2 separate regions of the Ovis aries genome follow, and region 1 is linked to region 2. A link is a contact called in public Hi-C data. All regions are on one chromosome and are shown on one strand. Each heading gives the region's core, a stretch centred on a gene start, on an enhancer-like site or on the middle of the called end of the contact. The rest is flanking DNA. Distances are from core to core; before and after follow the strand shown.

The links. Hi-C and Micro-C count contacts between places; a contact is called where the count stands out from the background.
Region 1: a Hi-C map of muscle shows a contact between it and region 2, with 4 times the contacts expected there. The contact joins the enhancer-like site here to the promoter of UTRN in region 2. A contact is called at or near these places in 3 of 16 Hi-C or Micro-C datasets (muscle and tail adipose tissue).

What each region holds. Positions count from the first base shown.
Region 1 is chr8:69,027,032-69,032,690 of ARS-UI_Ramb_v3.0, reverse strand. It overlaps UTRN (utrophin), which reads right to left. Exons shown (of 74, transcript XM_060419784.1): 26 at 1,499-1,669; 27 at 1-117. Among named protein-coding and RNA genes, the nearest start is that of UTRN, 190 kb to the right of the region's middle. Within about 2 kb of position 2,795, at least 1 of the 54 cell types and tissues checked has an H3K27ac peak or open chromatin away from gene starts, as enhancers often do. A contact at or near this core is called in muscle, where this site is marked.
Region 2 is chr8:68,835,788-68,841,418 of ARS-UI_Ramb_v3.0, reverse strand. It overlaps UTRN (utrophin), which reads right to left and starts at 1,770. Exons shown (of 74, transcript XM_060419784.1): 1 at 1,242-1,770.

The DNA.
Region 1 (5,659 bases), core at 1,546-4,045, 190 kb before region 2:
GTTCAGCTCAGACGTCAGCTCCTGGCCACCAGAGGGCACTTTTGCAGCTAATAACTTGATGCTGTCCTTGAGAATCTTCACTCGCACCTCCTTCTGCAGCACGTCCTCTTTCGCCCTCTGTTCCAACACAGAATGAACTTAAAAATCAGCTCCCTGTCTCAGTAATCAATTTCTTCTTCAAAAAATAACCAAACCAAAACTAAAATGTCCAGATGACTCTAACTGCCTGTTGGAGCAGAGAGTACTTTGTGAAATAAGAGTGCTAACTACAACAGCAGAAATTAACACAGCATTGTAAAGCAATCATGTGAAGTGAAGCGAAAGCTGCTCAGTCGTGTCCGACTCTTTGCTACCCCATGGATTACACAGTCCATGGAATTCTCCAGGCCAGAATACTGGAGTGGGTAGCCTTTCCCTTGCATTGGTAGAATATAATCCTTTAAAAAACTATTTGCACAGAGACATTTTGCTTTTGTTATACTTATAGGCAAGCTGCAACTCATTTTTTTTTTTTTAAAGTAGCTTTCAAGACACTCTGTCCTTTGGCTTCAACACTAAAGGACAGTAAAAACAGTGTTAGAAATGTGGGAATGATATCCAGCTCTTTTGTATATATAAAAAAGAGACTGGGCAAGGCTATTGACACAGGAATGTAAGTTTACAAGAAATACATCCTGTGGACCCAACTGACACTGAATCCCTTGACAATATTCCTATGACTACTCTTACCTGCCCTAGTAAAATGTTTGGTATTCATGTGCGCCCTATGTATTAGCTGGAAGAATATGGCTGGTGAAATAGAGATAGCTCCCAAATGAAATGGGTAAGTCTCCCCTGTTCCTTATGAAAAATAATTCTTCCTGAAAATATCTGGAAATAAACAGTGGTGATGGTTGCACAACATTGTGAATATAAAACTGAGGCCAGTCAATGGGTCATTCTCTGCAGCTCCTCAAGATTCTAACGCAGAAGACTCTGTCAGGAGCCCTCATGGGCACAACTCATGGCCGAAATTCAACACATGGAGTCTCAGCTTCCTGCTGCTGCTAAGTCGCTTCAGTCGCGTCTGACTCTGTCCGACCCCATAGACGGCAGCCCACCAGACTCTCCCCCGTCCCTGGGATTCTCCAGGCAAGAACACTGGAGTGGGTTGCCATTTCCTTCTCCAATGCATGAAAGTGAACAGAGAAAGTGAAGTCACTCAGTCGTCTCCGACTTTTCGCAACTCCATGGACTGCAGCCAACCAGGCTCCTCCATCCATGGGATTCTCCAGGCAAGAGGACTGGAGTGGGGTGCCATCGCCTTCTCCGCTCAGCTTCCTATCCCTACCCAAATCATTAATGGTAGCTGCCCTTCTACTTGTTTTAAATGGAAATTTTCCTGTGAGAGATTTTATGTACATACTACCCTCTAAGGCTAGGTAGATGAGTGACTGACTGGTTTTAAGCAGAGAAGATGAGATATAAAGCCCCGTGACCTTCACTGTCCCAGGCTCACCTTCATTTCTTCCACAGCGCTCTCGAGTTCTTCTGGTGACTTGTATTCAAAGTCCCTCTCCAGGTAGTCCTCTTCTGCCTGCGTCATCCATTCCTGCATCTCTGCCAGGTCTTTTTTCAGGTTCACCACTTTTTCCTGACTTTCAGACAACCTATTCTTTTTAATAGCAATCTACAAAGGAAAAGTCATTCACTCAAATAAACAAATATTAATACATTAAATGTCAACTTCTAGTTTTTAATATCTAAAAGAGCAATAACTTTCCACCAAGAATCTCAAGATTTCAAAGTCAGATGAAGCCCTTAATACATTTGGTCCTGATGCTGTGGAATAGAAGAAATAACGAAAACAACAATTATCGCTGGGATTCACTATCACATTTTGGATAGTAATATGGAAATATCTAGTATAATTTTGAAAATGCAACCAAAGGACTCTAACTTAAATCAATAAAAGCATATCTCTCAAGGAAATCTATTAACTGAAGCAGCCAAAATGTCCATTTTCTCCTTCTTAACAGGATTCCCCATTAAAACAGCATTTTTAGAAAACAGAGAAGAGGGACTTCGCTGGTGGTCCAGTGGTTAAGAATGTGCCTGCTAATGCAGGGGTCACAAGTCTGGGAAAATTCCACATGCCGCAGGGCAACTAAGCTGGTGTGCCACAACCACTGACAGCCAACATGCATGTGCTATAAATACAAAGTCCACATCCCTAGAGCCCACGCTCTGCCACAAGAGAGGCCACTGCAATGGCAAGCCCACGCACTGCAACTACAGGGACGCCCCTGCTCTCCACAACTGGAGAAAACCCGCAGCCATGAAGATTTGACACAGCCACAACTAAGGAAATAAAAACATAATTCAAAAGATAGGGAAGAGGAGACTACTACTAAAGATATTCATAAAACAGTGCTTTACAAAACTTTGGTTTTGATAACCTGCTCTACTGGTATACTCCACCCAGCTACAAAAAAGTTACATTAGAAAATAGGTATTTGTCTGAATCTGGTTCAATAACTTTGTCAACTATTTCAGGGAGCCTGAAAACACCCTTCAGAGAGATCCTCCCTCTAACCACACACTGACTTCTGCTGTGAAAGAAGATATCAGACCATGTAGACCTTCCAGGACTCACTTCACTATTCAACCTCCCGCTCAAATGAAATCTCATGGTACTGGTCACTTTGCCAGGGCTTGGTTGGCTGTGAAACTGATGGTGACGAAAGGGCAGTACAGGAATAGGATGGCTCTCATGAGAATAAGGGGGAAATACTTACTGGCTTTCCTGTTCCACTGTCCAAACAGGGTCATGGTCATAAAAATAGACGGGCACTAAACAGGGGCTTGGATTTCACTGCCCAACATGGAACTCAGAAAGCCTACTGGCAGCAACCCACACAGCCCTGCTGAGCAACACTTCAACTTGGTGAGCTTTAAAAAAAGGAAACACAGATTTCGGGGGCCCGCATTCCCCAGATTCTTTTCGCAAGTAGTTTCTAAACACTAGTCAATTATATACAATTTTCATGGAGCCTCAGAGAAGTAAGAAAGATAAAGACACTGTAGCAAACTTCCCAAAAAAAGAAAAGCTCAAAGTTATCATTAATTATTTTGCGATTATATACTTTCTATATTTTGGCATTAAGATGCTTTTTCCTTTCATGAGATTGGGAATATAACAGACTGTTTTTATTTATTGATTTTATATGTCTGTCCTTCCTTAGAAAAATAAAAATTTCGCAACATGATGTTTGTCCAAAATTTCTTCAACCTTTTTACTACTCAATGAAATACAATAGTTTAGAACTTTACCTAATTACTCATACAGCACATCGTTGCCTCCTTGCTGGAGACACTTAAAAATTTTTCCTATACATTTATCCCCATACTTTGAGTCAATAGCAATTCACAATTAATTCCATGTTGTCATTTGTGTATGTATGTATATATGTAAACAGATGTTGTTGTTGCTACTAAGTTGCACAGTCATGTCTGACTCTTTTGAGACCCCATGGACTGCAGCATGCCAGGCCTCTGTCCCTCACCATCTCCTGAAGTTTGCCCAAGTCCATCTCCATTGCATCAGTGATGCCATCCAGCCATCTCATCCTCTGATGCCCTCTTCTCCCTCTGCCCTCATATATACATAGATAGATACATAGATGTCTATCAGTGGATTAATAGATCTAAATACCTACATGTATCTATCAATCAAGGCTCTATCACTCTATCCATCTATCTCATCTTCCTTGCTCCTCATCATCACTTCCAAACCATTTTCCTTATTTACTTCCTCAAAATACTTTTAAGCATATATCACCAAATTATAACACATTTAGAGGAGTCTGAATTTGACTAGAATATAAGATGATATTATGAAAGCATTTTCTTAAGTGTGACAATGATATTGCACTTTTGTAGAAGACTGTCCTCATGCATGGAAGAAGCATGCTGAAGTATTTAAGACTGAAGTGTCAAAATACTTTCAACTTGCTGTCAAAACTACATGTAGCAAAAAAAAAAAAAAGGCATACGTGTGGGTGGTATGTATATATATATATGTAAAGAGATGAGGGAGAAAGAGAAAAGGCAAATGTGGTAAGACACTCAGAATTGGCAAATTTAGGAGTGGTTTATGGTTCTTCCCGCAACCATAATTTTAACTTTTCTTTAAAATTCAACTTGCTCAAAATAAGGAAATTGTGGGGAAACAAAATACTCAGGGATGTAAATATAAAGTTTTCTTATATAAACATTAAATAAGAAAACACTGTATTGAGGGATATACACTGTCTATGTGACTGTCTGTAGAGTAGTCCCGCATTTCACATTTTCTCTTCTCATTCTTTTATCCCTTCTCACTCACTCCAGCTCTATGCAACCTCACTATTGTTTCACTAACAAAATAGAACAATCAAAAGAAAACCACTACACCATATTTCTACAGTACCTACAGGTGCTGCCCCATCCATTACCACAGAGGGACCTCCTAACAGGAGCTCTTTCACTTGAAGGGTGGACCTCATCCACTCTTGCCTAACCACAGACTTTGTTTCAGTCTTTATCTTCTCTCAGTCTTCTGTATCATCTCCTCTTTCTAAGTGAAATCTTTTTTGGCATGCAAACTTTCAATAATATCTTTGAAAAAAATAATTACAAAAACAGTTCCATTCTAGTACAAATCTCATTTCTCTGTTCCCCTGAATAGAGAAATTCTCAAAGCTGGTTACCCTTGCCCCAGGACCTCATCTCCTTTCCTCTCCTCAACATTCTGCAGTGTGACTTTCTTTCCCACCACTCCATTGGAACCACTTTTCTCAACGTCATCAAAAGCTTCCATCTAATGTGCTTTCCAGTTTTGACTGGGCTCAGCTCAGCATTGATCTGTGAAAAGTTTTCTCCACCCAGCTTTTGGGGTCTTACTCCTCTGGCATTTCCCCTGGGGCAAACCTTTCCTCCTTAGCATCCTTGGCCGCTGATTAGTGCTAGAAACCCCATTTGCACGTACTGTAATTTTGAATTTAGTCCCAGTATGGGCAGCATCACTTGACCTATTCCCACTAAAGCTTCTCCTTGAGTTTTTTACCGTTTCAGTAAATGGCACCACAATTTACACAAACTGGAAGCTTCGCAAAAATCCAGAACAGTTGCTAACTATTCACTTTTTCTCATATCACATTAATCTATTACTAGACTCCCATCTCCACTTTCAAAATTTAGTCCAAACCTAACATTTCCCATGACCTCCACCACTATCTCCCTAGTCCATGGGGCCATCTTCTTTCTCTAAGACTGCAATAACCTTTTAAGTATTCTCCCCACTTTTATTCTTGCTTTCATAGAGCAAATTATCCACAAGGAAGCCACAGTGATCTTAACGGATCTATCATATGTCAATTCATTGCTCAAAACCCTCTGCTTTCTAAGTGAAATCATATTTGGAATAAAATTCAAAACCTATGTCTCAAAAGCAATACACAACCCATCTCTACTTACCTCCTGACCCCAAATCCTTCCCTCCAACCTGCTAACTCTTCCCTTCATTCTATTCCAGCTACAATGATGTTCTTGTTCTTTATTGCACACATCAAGCTCATTCCCATCCAGGGGCAGAGTGGACAACAGTACCCACTCTTCATTTAAAAAGTTATCCAATTCT
Region 2 (5,631 bases), core at 521-3,020:
CTCCGCATTCCTGCGCTGTCGCCTGATTCCCGGGTCCCCCGGGTCCACTAGCAACCAGCCCAGAGGCGCCCACCCGACTCCCAAGGCCCATGCAAGTTACAAGGGAATAGATGCGGCTACTGCCGGGTTCCCAGGAGCAGCAAGCTCCCGCCCGGACCCAGGGGATCCGGGCTTCCCAGAACTCGGTTCACTCCCCCACAAGGGGTTACAACTCGCGGGGCCCAGGTGACCCTGGGGGCTGGCAAAGAGGAGACTCTCCCCGGGGCATCCCGGGAGCGGGGGAGACCCAGGTTAGACCCGGGATCCCCAGTTCAGTGGAAAACAAAGTGCGAGTCTTCTGGCTCCTGCAAGCCGGGCACACTCTCTCCTCCCCTTGAAACAACCCTGGAATCAGTCCCTTTCGTAATCTGGGGCTTGGCTTTAAAAAAAAAAAAAAAAATCCACTTTTAACGGAATGCCTTCTAAAACTTGCACAGCCTAAAATCTGTGCTGTGTCGGTTTCCTAAAGGGGCCTTGAGCGACCAGTGCCTCGGACCCCAAGCAAAACAGGGACATGAATTACCTTACCAATTGCTGCAAGATGTGCCAAGGATCCGGGACCCCAGAAGACGCAATCGCGCGGGACTACTCACCGACTGAGCGCTCCTTGTCACCTCACCAAAACCCCACCCTCGGGAGCAGCAACGGCCCAGAGGTCGAGCACGTTTCCTGCCAGGCGGATGGCTGGGAACGTCTCCCCACCCGGTCCTGGCGGACACCTCCGGGGCCCCGCCTTCCCGGGGCTGAGGGGTGTGTGTGTGTGTGTGTGTGTGTGTGTGTGTGTGACAGGCCCTCCTAGGAAGCCACGTCCCCTCTTGGAGATCACTGGCCCAGAGCGCACGGAGGCAGGACCCTCTCACCCCAGCCAGGAGAAAAACTCAGGGAGTCAAGAGGCTGCCCAGAACCAGTCGAAAGAGTTCGGATCTTTAGGAAATACTACACGGATTCTGAGGACTTCCGAGCCCGAGCTCTCCCCCACGTTTCTGGCATTCCCTGTCCCAGGGCGGGGAGCTGAACTGAGGTTCCAAGGAAAGTGCACGCAAAAGTTGGTTACATCTTAGGCTCAGCCTTGAGAAGGAGCTCGGGAAGCTGATCCTGGGCACCGGAGCCGCTGAAAACTGCATCCTCCCCGCAGCCTACGTCCCGCGTCCCGGGGCTGTGGTCACATTACCCGGCCGAGGCTCAATAATGCATGGACTTACCTGCTCCCATGCCCCGCGGGCTGCCTCGCCAGCCCGCCGCCGCCGAGTCCCAAGCCGGCCCGGGTCTCCTCGGATGTGTTTCAGGCGTAGTAATCGCGGGTGTGTGTGCAAACGTGGGCTTTGTGGTGCGGTTTTTTGTTTGTTTGTTTGTTTGTTGTTTGTTTTTTTTTTTTAAGGAAATATGGAAAACCAGACCAGATCCGAAAGAAAAAAAAAAATTTTTTTTGGACACTCGATTGTAAACGCCCCTAACTTGTGCAATCTTCCTGCCCCGTAGTTCCGCCAAAAACAAAACAGTCCCACTGCAAACCTGGAACGGGCGCGCAGGCACCAAGTTTGCCAAACACTGGAGAGTTTTCCGTCTGCAGAAATGACCCCGAAGGAGGGTGGCGGAGGGTGAGGGGTGGAGGGGCACCTTTCCCTGCGATTCCCCAATCGGCTTTGGAAGCCGGAGGCTCCTCCTCGCCCCTCGGCGGGAGAAAGCCCGCGGGCCGCTGCGGCCGCCCGCTCCCCTCCTCCGAGGAAAGGCGACTCCACAACTTCGTGCGCCGGCGGCTCGCGCCCCCGGCTCCTCCTCCTCCCCTCACCCGCCCGCCGGCCGGCCCCTTTGTTGAAGCGGGGAAAGGAGCGCCGGAGGCCGGGGAGGGCGCAGGACCGCGGGGTGCGCGCCTTCGCCCTCCTGGGAACCGGCTCCGGTACCGGCACACGGGTTCGTCCTCCCCAGTAGAGGGGCGCCGAGCAGGTCCGGCTCCCCCCTCGGCTCTCCCGTCCCGGCTGCCGCAGGGCCGGCAACTTTGTTCCGGGAGATCAGGTCCTCTCGGCTCCGGGTTCGGCCCCGGCCCGGCCCAGGCGGCCACCGCAGGCTGGGCTCCGGGGAACGTGGCGCCCGGGGTCACCTGACCGCGCGCCCCGTCAATCAGCGCCCGCCCCGCGCTCCCTCCCCGCAGGCAGCAGCCCGGCTGGCACTCGGCTGGCCTGGGGCGGCGCACCCGGAGCGGACGGTGCGTGCTGAGAGCCCGGAGCTAGCATGGATGCCTGATGCTGCCTGGTCCCGTTTATTCAGATTAACCGAAAATGTGAGTCACACCCACCCCAGGCCAACCCGGTCTCCAGTTTTCCTCCCTTGAGAAATGAATTCTCATTTGCCCCTCCATTCGCCCCGTCTCAGTGTGTTGACGTTTTCAAATTTTTGGTCCTAGTTCCAAGGGTATATTTATATAATTTTCTTGGTGTCGTTTTTAATATTAAGAAAAACTTGACAATTTCGTTTTACATTCGTTCATACATATATACAAATAGTGTTTGCGCTGATCTTATTTTTCCATTTTTCCACTACACATACACACTTAAACATCTGTTACAGAGTCTGTTTCAAGGCTAAGGTGCTGGTCAAAATAATACCTGGTAAGAAATGCCTTTGTGCTGTGTAAGCTTTTTTGTTTACATATTTCATTCCCAGTGTGTTCCTGTGTTTCTCTTACATGATCAATACACTTGGGAGGGGGGAAAAAAAAAAACCAGCAACCTAAATTCCTAGTTCCTATAAACAATGAGAAAAGGAACTCTGGTTTGTTGCTGGTTTAATATTTGAGAGTTAACAAATTTTGAGTTAGTAAAGACAAACACTAGGGGCCTTAAACAGTTTTTTCAGAAAGAATTCACTAGTCTTTTATTAGTTATAGAGTAAAAGGTCTGTGGGTGGGGTGGAGGGGGTTGCATTCTGAAAGACAGTATTCCTTATAAAATCTCTAGCTTAGACTCCTTCCTTTATGTGGAGTTTCTTCACATAAGCCAAATAAAATCCAGAATATTAATAGGAAATAAGTATAATTAATCATCTGCTTTCATTCACTCATTCATTTTACAAACATCAATTTGGGGCCTGCCAGGTTCACTGGTGCTGTGAAAAATACACAGATAAATCTGTCAGAGATGTTGCTTTAAAGAATTCAAATCTACTAAGTGAGATAAGGCAAGTAAAAAAAAGAAAAAGAATATGCAAGATCAGTGATAAGTGCTATAAGAAAAGGATAGATCAAATGCATTCTGAGTCGGGCTATATCACAGGAAACTGGGGCTTCTTTTAACTGATAATTCTACAAACTCTTAAAGCTACTTGTCATGCACTGTGTCTTGGTGGAGTTAATGAAAACTCAAATCTCCTCCTTTAAAATAAAACCACTTGGGAATGTTTGAGTATTTCATTACTCAAAATTATGTAACTGAAAAGCACTTTGCAAATTGCAAAATGTTACACAAAGATAAATTTATTAAACTCAAAATTTTGAAGAAAAACAATCATTTGGGAACCTAGAATTTCTGAGTTTTCAAGCTCTGAGGGATGTTTAGTTAAGTTTCCCAAAACACCCTAAGGAAGGGGACACATGAAACAATAGGCACCATCTATATGAGACCAACTCCAACCCTGACATCCAGCTTCAGGGGTTTCCAGTGTCTTCCCTGGGACCTGGGACCCTGCCTGTTTCTAGCCCTTCTCCTCTCACCCAGACACAGATATTCTTTGCAGGACATAAGCAATGGAGGCCAAAGAACTTGCTGCTGATGGCATAACCGAGTAGTCCCACTCTGGTCCTGCTCCCTGTTTGCTCAGTAAATAGAGAAACCACAGTTAGTTGGAGACTTTGTCCTCAGAGGACTATCTCTCCATAGAGCAGCCAGTGTGACCTTGAGAACTGAGTTGAGGGGAAAGTGGAGACAGACCACCAGGACGCAGATAGCAGTTAGTGCACCTGCAATCAACATTATTCCAGCTGCAGTCCATGCAGCAGGGACAGAAGCCTGTAATGGGGTTTTGTCCCCTCAACCCCAAAGTAGATGTAGAACATTCAGAAAAAGTGATAGGAATGCGGCCCATGTTTGTCATTAACCCAAACTCTGAATTGCCCCGCAGTCATCGAGAACATGAAAATTCAAGAAAACGGAACTGACGTCTCGGGGATAAAGTCCTTGACATAGGAGAAAATATGATGATATGAATAGTGGATAGATTTCTATATAAAGATATATGCATATGTAGGTATATATAATATCAAGAGACATGATTCTACATAGATATGGTTCATATATAGGAAACTGCATACTAACATAAGAGCCAAAAAGAAAGCTTTCCAACTAAACTTTTTATGCAAAATTATATAAATGCAGATCCTCTGTGAACAACAGAAGCATCGTGAAATACACAATGTATTAAAAAGCAAGGTGTTGAGTAATATTTCATTATATATATATGGAATCTAGAAAGAGGATACTGATGAACCTACTTGCTGGGCAGCAATGGAGATGCAGACAGAACAGACTTATGGACATGGGGGTGGCAGGAGAGGAGAGGGTGGGATGAATGGAGAGAGTAGCATGAAACACGTACACTAACGTGTAAATAGACAGCCAGTGGGAATTTGCTGTGTGACTCAGGGAACTCAAACCAGGGCTCTGTGACAACCTAGAGGGGTGCGATGGGGTGGGAGGTGGGAGTGAGGTTCAACAGGGAAGGGACGTGTATGTACCTATGGCTGATTCATGCTGATGTATGGCAGAAACCAATACAGTATTATAAAGCAAATATCCTTTAATTTAAAATAAATATCCTTTAGTTTAAAATAAGTAATTTTTTTTTAAAGCAAGGTGCTCCTTCAACTTTTTCCTTTGTGTTGACTATGAATCAGTCCCCCCACATGGAAGCATTTAAAAGAGGGACATAGGTTGGAGAATTCACCTTACCTTTTCCAAGTCAAGAGAGTATAGCTCTATGGCTTATGTATAATAGATATTAAAATAGTTGCTGAATATTGTTGCTAAATTCTTCAGTCTAATAGCTAATATCTAACACTTGCACAAGTTAAAGGTACATATAAATAAAATTCTTTGTGATATAAAGAGGGAGAATTATAATGGATTTTTAGAGGATAATGATTTTTAGACGATAATTAGCACAATGGCAGAGTTTCTCACAATTTAGTGAACTTAAAAATCGCCAAGGAGCATATTTAAATTCAGATTGCCTGCCAGCTGTGAGAAATTCTGATTTACTGGTCTGGTGAGGCCCAGGAAGCTGCAGTTTTAATAAGCAACCCATGAGGTTAGATCACAACGGTTGGGGAATCACACTTTGAGCCACTATTCCCTGAGGGGCTAGCCTCAAATAGGCCATTCTGGATGATTGAATGGGTCTAGAAATTGCCCTACAAGGAAAAAAATCCATACTGGATCAATCATAATTTCAAAATACCCACAATTAGCCTTAACACTTCATATTCAAGGGTTTCATTCAGTTGTGGATCACTCTTGAGATTACCAGAAGTCTTTCACACCTCAGGAGCCATCTGGGCAATCCAACCTGCTCTGTGGTTCAAAGCCTGCCTGGCTGATCTGC